Linked DNA regions of Anas platyrhynchos: region 2 is linked to region 1. The links are chromatin contacts, called in public Hi-C maps. All regions are on one chromosome and are shown on one strand. Each heading gives the region's core, a stretch centred on a gene start, on an enhancer-like site or on the middle of the called end of the contact. The rest is flanking DNA. Distances are from core to core; before and after follow the strand shown.

Region 1 (6,543 bases), core at 839-3,338:
TATATTGTCAGGGCTGAGATAGCTATTCTGGTCAATTTTCCCACGTAGACGTGCCATACATGTATTATAAGTCTGGAGAATAATCTCCCAAGAGAAGCAATGAACATTTTATTGATTGGGATATTTCAAACTTGCGCAGGACAAAGCAATCTTCTATGTGCTGAACGAGCAGACGAGATGGGATTGAGGGTTGGGGATTCATTTTTCCATTTCTAATTTCTGTGTTTAGTTTAGAGAAGATATTTTGAACAACACGAGCAAGTTGAGGAGAAAAACTGTTCTCCGTCTGGCTCTGATGGGGTCATATTTGCAACATTATTGGGGGAAAGAGGTAATTTCTTTCAAATTCAAAATGCATGTGCGATGCTGAAGCCATGTGTATGTGTAAGGGGCCTTTGGGACCTCTAGAACCAAGCCAGGCTCTTCCTGGTCAGAAATTTCCAGCACACCACTGTGGAATCTGGTATTAACTTTATTTTATTTTGTTAATTTATTTTGTCCTGTTCGGCAGTTTGAATCTGTAACATGCTAGAGAGTTTGGTAGGGAAAACACTCCTTTGTTATAAAACACTGTCTAGAGAAGGTGGGATACTTTGGCCTGTGAGTACGGGCAGATGGGTCTTTTACACCCAGAATAATGACTCGGGTTTGTGGCATAATCACTTCAGCAGGAGAGTGTGTGTGTGCAGCTTACCCCAGCACCTGGGCTGCCTTTAAAGGGATCGGTCAGTCCCTGCATAGCTTGCATTGCTGCAGCAGGGTGCAGAGATGAGCACAGGCTGCACCTCAGCACTGGAGTAGTTAATAGTAGTGGCAGTGACATTTTTGTGTTTACCTTTCCAAGTTAACACTGCAGGAAGACGGCTCAGGCAGCCAACACTTCTCCGTACTGTCTTTATGAGCTGTTTGCAGATGTCACCGTGTCTACTTCATTCAGGTCATAGTGGAAAAGTTTTATTTACCTCCATAAAAATGATAAATTTATTTATGTAAATAAGGCTCAGACAGCAGAGCACAGACCTATACCCCATGGCATGCTGTGGGCAAAACCCACATTAGAAAATCACTGAACACACAAGACCTATATCACACCTGCTCCAACTAGCACATAAAGGAGGTTGATAGGAGATTGCAGGGCTGGAGTTATTTCTGACACGGGTGCGGCTATCAGTAACCTCCTTAATGACAGGAAGAGGCTGCTCCGTGAGCAGGTGACCTCCGTTGAAGTCTTTCATCCTTTAGTTTTTAATTCCCCTCCACATCGTTTCCGTGTCAGAGCACATTGAAGTCAAACACCCAACCCAGCTGAAATACCGGCAGCCCAGGTGACATTCAGATCCTGCAGCTTCCAGAGCTTTGGCAGGGCGAGCCTCCTTCAGTGCCACAAGCAGCACAGCTCTGTAGGGATAGAGGCTGCCCTCCCAAATCTGATGGCAGTCTGAAACAACGGCTCCATGCCTGTGCTTACTGAGCACAACTGGAGCTGGTATGAGCATACCCAGAGTGTCTGTATGAGTACTTCAGTCCCGTGAGGACATCCCAGCCCATGTCTCTACCAGCTGTGGGGTGCCAGCACTGGGGCCAGATTCTTATTTCATGGAGCATCCCTTGGGCCCCTCAGGCATGTACAAAAGCTGCAGTCCCAGCAGGGCGTGCAGCGGATTTGCTTCTGGAGATAACGATCAGCCCCACCTTGTTATTTTTACCGGGAGGCCAAGTCCTACAGGTGAGGATGGCAACGTAGCTGTCAACGCTCAGTGCCTTGCTCCTGGTCGCTGCAGCAAGTAAAATGGGGAAATAATTGAGACAGAAATTAAAGAAAACCTGCAAGCTGCTGCAAGAAGAAACGGTATAGGGAGGAGATTTATGTAGGAAACTATGAAAGGAAGAGGAGCGACTTAAAAGGTGGGGAGGGGAGCAGAAATCTTTATTTTCCACATCACAAGTCTTTACTTTCCACGTCAGACCACGTAGGCCAGGAGCCCTACAGCCGCTCCGAGGGCCAGGATATACAACCCGAGCCCCGGCGATCACCCCTCAGTACCGGGCCCGGCCCAGGCCCCCTCATGGCTCCCCCCAGGCCCTGCCCAGGGGGGCGGCGCGGTCCCTCCCCCGAGATGGCGGCGCGGGGAGGCGGCGAGCGGCGCCCGCGGGGCGTGAATAAAGGGCGGCGGGCGGGGCTGCGCCGCTCCGGGAAGCTCGGGGCCGGAGGCGGCAGCGGCGGCGGTGGCAGCGGGTGAGCGGGGCTCGGAGGCGGGGGGCGAGGCGGTGGGGAGCGGGGCCGGCCCCGGCCGTGTGCTGACGGCCTGTGCCCGCCATGAGCAGGGCGCAGCTGACGCGGACCGGGCTCCTGCGGATGGCGCTGGGCGGAGGCGCCGCCGACCCGCTGCTGCCGGCCGAGGAGCGGCGGGCGCCCTTCGTGCTGCGGGCGCTGCGCATCGGGCTGGTGGTCTGCCTCTACTGGTTCACCTCCATCACCATGGTGTTCCTCAACAAGTACCTGCTGGACAGCCCCTCGCTGCGCCTCGACGCCCCGCTCTTCGTCACCTTCTTCCAGTGCGCCATGACGGCCGCCCTGTGCGCGGGGCTGAGTCTGGGGGCTGCCTGCGGGGCGCCTTGTGCCGGGCTGCCCGCCCTGCGCCTCGACCTCAAGGTGTCCCGCAGCGTGCTGCCCCTCTCCGTCGTCTTCATCGGCATGGTCACCTTCAACAACCTCTGCCTCAAGCACGTCGGCGTGGCCTTCTACAACGTGGGGCGCTCGCTCACTACCGTCTTCAACGTGCTGCTCTCCTACCTGCTGCTCAAGCAGACCACCTCGCTCTACGCCCTCCTGGCCTGCGGTGTTATCATAGGTGAGTGGGAATAGGGGGACTGCGGCCACCCCAAACCTCAGAGAGCCCAAGGAGGCGGTCCTCCTGAGGTCAGGCAGGTGACTGTAGAGGTCCCAGGCTAACAGGATTGTGGTGTCTTGCTCCAGGTTGCAGCATGCACCTGTACTGCTGCAGCCTGTGGAATTAACGCCTGTTAGGTCCTTGGTTGCTCTCTGGCTGTTGCCCGTGGTGCACCTCAAGTCTTCAGTCTTTGTTCCTGCAGGATAGGGGAATGCAAAGTTCCTGGTTCCCCACACAGCCTTTCCTACCTGCGTTTTGCACGTGTTCCTTCCTAGCCCTGGTGGCAGGCGAAGCCCTAACCACCCCTGCATGTGTTCCTTCCTAAGGTACAGGAAGGAACAGCCACCTTGAGTGGCTGGTAGTGCTTTTCTGGCCTAACGCTCAGAACAGGATGCTGAACCCAAATAACGAACCAGGCAGAACCATCCTTCCTCTTGGGACGTCACCCTCATACATGAGCGCTTTTGGATGCGATGGGGTAATTGTAGGGCTCTTCTCTTGCTCTGCCTTAGGCAGTCTGCTTCCTGTGTCTGGAGCACACAGGTGTCATTAGGAAAGGAAATCACTGTCACTTGACTGTTGCTCTCCTTAAGCAGCAATAACTGTCAATCCTCTAATAAAGTTTCATTTGCCTTAAGATGATACCACGTCTTTTCCCCCACGAAGGCCATTACAGAACTAGGTGTTTCTTCCCTATTTTCAAGTGAATGTTAATAACTAACTTTGGAAACAATAAGTGTTTGCTTAGACTGTCAGCATTGTTGGGACCATACAATGGAGCTTGCCAATTTAGACAAGATTAGCTAATCAAATCAAGCATAAAGCACCACCAGAAAATCTGGTTGTGTGGTGAGGAAGTAGGGCAGGGCATTGACTAGCTTAACGGGAATTGCTTACAAGCCTTCTGCTCCAAAGGCCAAGTAAAGTGAAAAGCTGCCTTCCATTTAGAGAGTCATTTTGATGCCAAGGATGGTGAAACGTTAACTTCAGTTCCAGGTGGACGTGTGTTCATGGTGGTGCTTAGACAAGCAGATGGACTTCAGAAAGATGAGACAAGTTCTGTATATGAGAGGCAAACAGGAGAGCCAGTCTGGCTGAGCAGCGACTGTTCCCCTCCACCAAGTGATGCCAGCAGTTGGCTTTAGCTAGCCTCGTGCTCAGGTGTTACCCAAGTCTGTGGCACTTACCAGCCTTCTAGGTTTCTCTAAGGCTCTGTCCCCTGGCTCCATCTCCCTTTGCTGTAGGAGCATTGCCTGTGTATGCCAGCACAGCCAAGCATCCTCTGTGGCCAGACACAGTCCTTGTCTGTGCATTGAGCTCTTTTGTACTTGGACTTAGTTTATAGCATGTGTTGGCTGACTTGCAGGCAACTTCCCTCATGGCTTCTAATGGAAAGTAGCTAATGCAGAAGCACTGCAGCACTCTTTCAGTAGCCGATCTCTCCTTTTACATTTTGCTGAAGAGCTGGATGGGGCAAAGTCTCCCTCTCTGCCCTGGAGCAAAAGAGCCTGTAGCACCTGTTTCAGAGCTGGTTAAAGAGTGTTCTGCCCATTGAAGAAGTTTAATACAGTGAGGATGCCTTTCTACTTTGTAGTCTTCTTTTGATCAAGGTCTTTTGTATTTTAACCCACGCATTTACCATCTTTCCATCTTTTCTGACTTATTTCTGTTACTGTTAACAGTGCAGCAAAGCCTAGGTGAGTTGTGATACTTTTCGCTATGTTTTTTTTCTTTAAGCCTCTAAGGTAAGAGGAGTATTTTTTGCTACGTACATGTCCAGTTTGCTATCTTTTCAAAAAAAATAAAAATAAAAATCATATGATCTTCTAGAAGTGACCTATACACAAACAGTAGCTTTAGTTCATGTCCTTTTGTAATTTCTAAACTCCTGCTTCCTGCTCAGTGTGAGAATGAGACTGAATGATAGCACAAATTACCTGCACTCCTAAAATAAATCTTCCCAGGACAGCAGTCATGACACTTTGCGGGTTAGTATAATAGAAAGGGGAAGCCTTCTAGCCTGTCTCTGCTTGTGGCTGTGGTTGTTCAATATTAGGTAGATGATGAATCACCAACTGTGTATTTTGAGTCCTTCATCAGATGTACATATTATGCCTGATTTCTTCTGTTGCAGGTGGCTTCTGGCTGGGCGTTGACCAGGAAGGAGCAGAGGGCACTCTGTCATGGGCAGGTATATTCTTTGGGATCTTAGCAAGCCTGTGTGTCTCCCTCAATGCCATCTACACCAAGAAGGTGCTGCCTGTGGTGGATGGTAGCATCTGGCACCTGACCTTCTACAACAACTTGAATGCCTGTGTCCTGTTCTTCCCCCTCATGATGATGCTGGGCGAGTTCCACACCCTCTACCACTTCGACAAGCTGGGAAACCCCACTTTTTGGGGCATGATGACCCTGGGAGGAGTGTTTGGCTTTGCCATTGGGTATGTGACTGGACTCCAGATTAAGTTCACTAGCCCACTCACCCACAATGTGTCCGGGACAGCCAAGGCCTGTGCCCAAACGGTGCTGGCTGTTATTTACTTTGAGGAGACAAAGAGCTTCTTGTGGTGGACAAGTAACTTGATGGTGCTGGGGGGCTCCTTTGCCTACACATGGGTAAAAGGGCTGGAGATGAGAAAAGTGGAAGAGGATCCTAATCTCAAAAGCAGTGAAAAAAATGAGACTGGTGTGTAGGCAGATTCAGCCTGCACCTGTTTCTGTACCTGGGAGTTAACTGTCAGAGCTCCTTTCCTCCTGCGGAGAAGAGCAAGGAGCAGGAAAAATTCACCTGCAAATGGTACGGGGAGCTGTGTCAGGAACCAGAGCCAAAGAGCTAAATGAATTATGTCTTGTCCACTGGATCTCCCCAGCTCAGAGACGGGGTGAGAGCATGTGTTCTAGAGAAGTATCAGTTTTCACGGATGTCTTTCTAAAATGGCTATTGCGACTGACCTAATCTGAGCAATTCCCATCTCTGTGGGGTGGGCATATAGTGGTCAAAGAATGGGATGGGAGCTTTGTGTATTTAGGGATCTAGAATGACATCTGATTGAATTCAGAGTGTGAAGTTGCACAATCCTGAACCTCCATGAGGGGGAGGCAGGTAGCCAAGCTGTTGGGGATAGTCCTCAGTAAATGGTTCTGCTGCAAAGGAATTGACAGTAACAGTTTATTCCTGTTTCCTTGTTCAATGTGAAGGGTTGGAAATTCTTTCCTTTTTCCTGTCTGTGTGTAAGCCTAAGAAGCAGCAGTACCTCAAATCCATGTTCCAGTGGGTCAGTAACTCATCCTGATGAGGTTTCTAATGCCTGTATTTCTTGCCTTCTGGGTTCTTAATTTGGGAACAATGTTCAAAGCAGGTGTGATACATCTGCACCTTTTCCTCTGAGGGAAAGCGTGCTCTCTGAAGCAGCCTGCCTGCCTTAATGAGGAGTGAGTGTGCCTCTGCCCTCAGTGACAGAAGGGAGAGGAAAAGCTGTTCTGAGGCGATTCCTCCCTCAGGGCGATCCCACAACATCTCCTGGGGTTCACAACACTCATCCTCCATGCCCTGAGCTCCTTCCAGAAGATTTACACCACACCAGCTTCGTACCCCCCTCACTGCTCGGGGCTCGTTCCCTCACAACCCCCCCGCCATTTTAGCCGGTCACCA
Region 2 (6,754 bases), core at 1,837-4,336, 200 kb before region 1:
GCAAGTGAGTCTCTGTTTACTTATAGCTACAGTCTGAAGTGCTAAATAAGAATGAGCAATGCAGTAAATCCAGGTCAGAAGCTAAATTGAATCAGTATATCAGTGTGTTAGCAACGATGGTATCCTGAACTGCTAAACTATCAGAGGGTTATAAGCAGGCAATTAAATCATAAGGTTGGTATATGAGGCTGTTAATTCTGCCTCAAAACGGAGTGGAATGCTCACTTAACATTTCATAAGCATCTGCAGTCTCAACCTGGCTGCCTGTCTTGATTTCAGCTGTTTGTGAACAAGTTAAACCACTACTTTAACTGCTGGAATGATTGCACAGTTGCACCAGTCTGGTCTCTCCTGGGCCAATGGTTTTGTGATCCAAAACTAATCTTATTCTGAAGAGCAGAGTGTCTTTCAAGTTTATGAAATCAAACTGGAAACCCAAGGGCTTTTTGGTCAATTTTCTTGCCCTCTGGGATAATAGTCTTAAAATAAAACAAAAAAACTTCTTCAGCTACTTAAAAATTAGGTTGAACTCTAGTTTTTGTACAGAATAGTGTTGCATTAGTGTGTGCGTGCGTGTGTGAATTCTCTATCTTGATTTTCAGGTAACAGCAAAGACAAATGCACAATGCACTTGCCTTATTAGTGTGGAGGATTCTCAAGCCGTTGTAATTACTACTTTGGCATATTACAGGAGGACCTGTCCTCTTTCTGTCCAGCTGACATGTTGCCTAGTAAGAAAGAATTTAGCTAATGCTAAATTTCATGTTTGCTTCTTTGCTATGCCCTCTCTGTTCCACTAATATATATTTTTTTCAATTTTGCCACAAAATATGTAATATTCAGTAGGATATACTTACTGCAAAAAGTTTTAGGTGACTCTTATTTTTGGGTTATGTTATGAAAAAATAACGCTATTTTTCAGATCATATCCAGAAGGAAATAACATACATTTTCTTCTCATAAAATATTAAATCAAATTTGCAGGTAATGGCAAAAATTTGGCCATGATATTTCTTTGACTTGTGAAAGGGTCTTAGGATCTGGGGTTTTTAGAAGAATGTCTTGGAAATTTCTTACTGTAGAGGCGAGGTTAATAGTTTGGAGCTATAACAAATTTTATTTTCTAGCACCAGAGACCTGATCTTTGGAACAAATGAGAGGCTTTCAAGAGGTAGGCAGGAGATGAAGAGTTCATAAGGTAGATGTGTGTGCCACTTAACTGAATACCTATTCAACCAATGTAGGACTCTAAAAAACTGGTAACATTGTTGAATTCTACTGTTTCCACCTTTCTGGAACTGAAACTTTATTCTAAAGGTAATAACCCTATGCAGAATTTCGAAGTCACGGATTGTTGTTTGTATCCTGTATAAACTGCTGCTGTCTTTTTTTCCTTCCCCCCCCATACTTTTCCAGAGATTTGAGGAGGGGGCGGGAGGCATTCAAGGCTTTGTTTTATAATAGTTCGCTTTTTCCCTAAAAAGTTCTTGTATTTCTAAACTACAAAATTGGAATAATTTTAGGTAACTGTGTGAAGTTGTCCTCTTTGGTTAAGCCAAACATTTGTGTGTATCCAGTACTGGAAAGTGTGACTGTATGAAGTACCATGTACTTCTCTCTCACCCCTCCAAAAGCTAATGAACAAAACCCCCAGATTTAATAAAATGTTATTATGATATGGTAAACATGGGCCTCTGGGAAATGCAAACTGAAGCTGCAAGTTTGAGTGTGGGCTGTATTTTATAGCTCAAGAATGTTAATGGTACTGTTATTGCAGTGTTTTATTCCTAGCATCTTGGGGGCTGTTTCTTATTTTTTTTCTTGCTTAAAATATTTGATTTATTTAATCAGGGAAGTGGGTAAGTGCTTCCATTCCATGGATCTTGTATCTTTATGCTGAGAGTGGGAAAAACACATTTACCAAGTTTGGATATTGGCTAAAAATCTTGCTTACGTTATGTAAAGAAATCTTGTTTCCTGTGAAATCTGCAGACGTTTAAAGTTTGTGATTAACTGAACCCAGCTGTAATTAAAACACGGTTTGGTCATTGGTTGAAGCTTAACGTGTTCCCACACAGCTTCTGCAAGAGCTGTTCCTACGTCTGGCCCTGGTGGCACGCTCCCAGTGGTGCCCACCTACGCAGCCACATGTTTTCGGTTCCTGGCCCAAAAGCAGCAGTGTGCCCAAAGCCAGGGATTGCCTCTTCCTGGAGGAAGTGTGGACATAGCCAGAGTGAATTACCTTCTGTGTCATCCCCACAGATCATAGATGGAAGGATGTGTTGTCCACGTGAATAGAGCCTGTAGCGTGCAGGTGAGCTTATACGGAATCTAAGGACAGGGTTTGGGACCACGATGTGCTCTCCTGGCAGTCTCAGATTTTAGGGAGGAAGAGGGAGGTGCAATGACAGTATCACTGAAGATGTCTTTTGTGATAGCCTAGAGGAGTCATCTTTTGATGTCCATGTGCTACACTGAAGCTAGTAGAAGCAGCAATTAAGACAATGGGGAAAACAGCGGGATCTTGCCTTTCAAACTTCACTCCTCTTGGCTCTGATCCAGGTATCATGAATATGACATGAGACACTTTGTTGATATTTGATTAACTGGGAGGCTTGTTCTTGTTTTGTGTGACACATTGCAAGTTAACCACCCGGCATGCTGACATGTGCTATTGAAAACAAACACTGAAATCAACGCTGGGAAGCAGGCTGCCAAACACACCGAGCAGGAGGCTGAAGGAGCCTGCCCTCGGGGAACCGGCTGTGAAGGGCCTCGAGGAGTTTTCTGCAGCCCTGGCACCTACAGCTCTGGAGTTGGGCGCTGCATTCACCCCCGTTCATTTTCAGAAACAATTTCTTCAGCTGTCCCGTGCAGGTAAAACACTTCAGATGCAACTTGGGGACAGTGACTGGCACGAGTTGTGCTCAGGCAGAACTTTCTGCGGGAATCAGCTGGCATGCACGGCGCATCCTTCAAGCCGCTGCTGGCACCTTTCCTGCTCGCGGAGCCCCTGGGTGGGAGAGCTCTCCAGCAGTGGGATTTTCCATTCTCCCACTTCTTTGCGGCTGAGTTGTTGCTGCAGGCAGCCCAGTAGAGGGCTGCCAAGGGCTGGGACAGGCACTGGTTAGCGAACCGAGGTCTTGCTTAAGCCGGTGCTGACAGATGTGATTAGAGTAATGGAGTGGCTTTTTTTTTTTTTTTATACATCACACTTGCTTTTTCTGTGAGTTTAAGTTCCATGACATCAAGAATGTGTCAGGGCTTTCCTATTTTATGAGTAATGAATTTCAGGAACAAAACTTGAAGACTTAGCAAAGCTGCTTTTCCCTCTAATTCCCTTCTCATTCTCCTTTATATTCCAAGTTTTTTTGATGCCCCCTCTCTTAATGGAGATCTCGGTGTGGAAACCATCCCAGATTTCCCAGTCAGCAATAGAATATCTTTAAAGGAGGCGTTATCCAGACAAGGGATTAGGTTTAAGGGTACTAAATATTGAAAGGAGTAAAAATTGTAGCACAATGCACAATAGCTGTTGAGATCTTTGCAGCCCTTAGCTGTATTTTCAGACCAGCTTCAGAGCGTAACAGGAAACCTCCTGCTGATTCAGTGGGCACTTTCAATTCCACTTAAAGTGAAATGTGCCCTCTGACCTGTTTTCAGACAGCTGTGCAAAGCCTGTGAAAACACTCGAGTTGTCTTGTCTGGAATTGCAGATCTACATCGCCTGGTGCAGCCAGGAGGTGGGTGGCCTCCGGGGACCCCCGTGTGCTGTCTGTGAGAAGCTGTTAGGATTTTGGGGAGGGGGTAAGCAGGCCTTACGTAAGATGCCTTGTCCTTCTTGAAAGCAGTTAGCTGCTTTTTCTTTTCCTTTGAGGCAGGTGCAAGGGGAAAAAATAAATCTTTAAATGTACCTGCTAGTTTCCAGGTTGAGATTTTAATCTTTTTTTTTTTTTCAAGTATTTTTTTTTCCATGGAAAGAAGCTGTATCCTGCAGATCATGGAGTGTGACTGGGGTAAAGGGAAAAGAGCAGCTGGGAAGAAGAGGAATGGAGGGTGGGCACATTTTCATGCTGCTGTAATGAATTACAGCCAGAAGGAGAAATTAGTAAAGACCCATAAATACAGAACAAGTAAGAGTTGTTTCCAAATCTTCATGACTTATCAGCAGTTCTTTTAGATGACCTGTTGAATTTACAGTACCTTCTGGCTAAGAAGTGTTTTTAGAGTAAAGTACAGGAAGTTGTTTGACCTGACTTTTTTTTCTTCCTGCAACACAAAAAAGAAAAAAACACACCAAAAAACAGGACGTTAGATGGGGATATAAGGGTTCTGTGAGGACAGTTTGGGAGAGGGAAAAATTGACAGCCTCTCAGAATGATCTAATAGGAGTCCATTAGTAGTCATTGGTTTGATTTGAGATCATGAGAAAGCTTTTAGTTCAAAGAAGCCAACCATCCCCTGCCCTCAGTTTGTCTTAAACAAGCTATTGCTCTCAGATGGTGACCTGTGCTAAATTATATCTTTGCCACACTGGAAACCAGGTCTGTGAGTAACGAGTTGACAGGAAAACAATCTTCATCCCTACATGGAGTACCTGGGATATATTGGGGCAGTTATACCTGATGAATGGGGAAGGGTAGTCTTCAAATTGCACAACAACTTTTAACTGCAGATTTAGTTTCTGTTTTCAGAAATGATGGTCAGGTTTTTCCTTTCAGACTTGTAGACCTTCAGACACTGAAATCAATCTCCCATTGGACAACTAGGGTGTTGACAGTCTTTAAAGGGGAGGGAGAGAGGGAAATGTTGCTCCATGTACTTTTCCATTTCCATCAGCAAGTTTGCTATTTGAACTTAAAGCTGTCTTTATTGTAATGCTGCAAGATACCCCACTTAGTCACAGAAAACAATGTGGTATTACAAAGTAAAGCAGTGAATACATACAAAGATGAGTGATTTTAAGGAAAGGAGGGAGGAAGCGCAGGAAGGGAAGAGGTAGGTAAACTGACTCTGGTCAAGACTTTGACAAGAATGTAATAATCTCAAATGAGGTTTGTTCCCAGCAGACGCTGAAGACATCCTGACCTTATTTAACTTTGATTTATTCATCATGGGAACAGATTTTTGTATCTCTTATATTCTGTGACTGATGGGCAGGAGTAATTTCTCTCTCAATACAGATGAGTGCCCTGTGGTAGACTCCATTTGCCACATTGACAGGAGCAGAGTGCCATCAGCCACAGAGTTAGCTGAAGAAATATTTTCCTTTTCAGTCTTGCAGTCTTAACGTGTGCGTGATGTGTGTGTAACAGTATGGGGGGAAGGTTACTGAATTGTATGAAACCTGAGTCATGAATTCCCTCTACTGTCTGACATCTTCTCAAATCACAAGGAAAAGGGGGAACTGTGGCTTTGCCTCTTTTTCCTTTCTTTGAATTCTTTCAAGTGGGAAGAATATCCCTCCTTCCCCCTCAGTTCCACTCTTGTATGCAGTTTTTGTACATGACACAATTTTATGGGTCTTTTACTTGCAGATGTGCACCTTCTATCTGCAATATCTTCAAGTGTTATCATACTCATATACTGCGTTTTTTGTACAACTGTCTTATTAAACGGATACCCTTGAAAGTAGTAATGGCCAATCCTTTAGAAAGGACAGTTATAAGCGCTTTTTGTTTCATGTATACTGCAGACAGATCATAGCTACCTTTTCCTCATGGATGGCACTGGGGCAAGAATAGGAGATACGGGAAGGAGACAACGAGAGAATTGAGCTGGTGCTGAAGAAGGTAGAATTAACATCATTAATGTTAACAGCTTAATGTATTTCATAATGTGCAGACAATGAAATCTGATGTCAGTGAACATCAGATTAAAAACATCTAGATTCTGTTGATGGTGAAGAAGAAGAAGGAATTTGTTGTGAAAAAACTGTAACAAGAGGGTTTATGAACCATAGCGTTTTTCAAGCACAAGTGAAATACTGGCTCTGACCAGTGACCATATTAGCAGACTATTTCAGGATTGTTCATGATGTGTTTTGCTGTCTGATGGAGTATATAGGCAATCTTTGTGTCGGGTCGGAAGGTGATACTCTTACCTCTGTGATAGTACTTCTGTCAGTTCTTTGCCACTGACAACAATAAAGTCAGGAAATAACCAAATAACATGTCAGATATGCTAGTGATGGCAGGGCATCCGTATATGAAGGAGGAGAGAGCGGTGAGAAAGACAACAGCGAAGATCCTTGCCTCAGTAGAGCAGTGTACATTTAGTGCTAATGTGGCTGAACTGTGATTTTAGCGCACGTACTCCTTGAAAACTGTCTTAAAAACCATTACTGCCAATGCAACCTTGCAGTTCAAACACTTCTTTCTACTGCTAGGTAAAGCCCACGTATAGGTGGATCAATGCTGCTGGATGCTTTAGGGTTCTTTAGAGGATCCTTCTGAAATACAGTAATAATCAATTCCCAGAGAATGGAAACAATCTCTAAAGCATGGTTTATTCTTCTGGGTTAATATCCTTGTGGGCTTTTTAGAGAGCTAGTAGCTCAGAGGAGGTAGATTCTGCTTCCCAGTGTTATCTTTCCTTGGCTTTATTTAGCAAAAGGTTGAAGTCCACTGTTTCTTTCAATGCACTATAGGTGCATTGTAGACCAAACCAAATGTGAAACTGTATAGTCAGTAATAACTGTTCACTTTTTTGAGATTCAGGAACACAGTTGGGATGTCATTCAAACTGGGAAGGA

Evidence for each region. Hi-C and Micro-C count contacts between places; a contact is called where the count stands out from the background.
Region 2: a contact with region 1 is called in a Hi-C map of subcutaneous adipose tissue, with 2.6 times the contacts expected there. The contact joins the enhancer-like site here to the promoter of SLC35C1 in region 1. A contact is called at or near these places in 4 of 8 Hi-C or Micro-C datasets (liver, skeletal muscle and subcutaneous adipose tissue).

Annotation. Positions count from the first base shown.
Region 1 is chr5:32,707,110-32,713,652 of IASCAAS_PekinDuck_T2T, reverse strand. SLC35C1 (solute carrier family 35 member C1) reads left to right here and starts at 2,088. Exons shown (of 3, transcript XM_027459652.3): 1 at 2,088-2,236; 2 at 2,326-2,852; 3 at 5,026-6,543. The coding sequence starts at 2,118. The coding sequence ends at 5,585.
Region 2 is chr5:32,912,048-32,918,801 of IASCAAS_PekinDuck_T2T, reverse strand. All of the region lies in intron 3 of LOC101796866 (transmembrane protein 263), which reads left to right. Among named protein-coding and RNA genes, the nearest start is that of ZFYVE19, 84 kb to the left of the region's middle. Within about 2 kb of position 3,086, at least 1 of the 8 cell types and tissues checked has an H3K27ac peak or open chromatin away from gene starts, as enhancers often do. A contact at or near this core is called in subcutaneous adipose tissue, where this site is marked.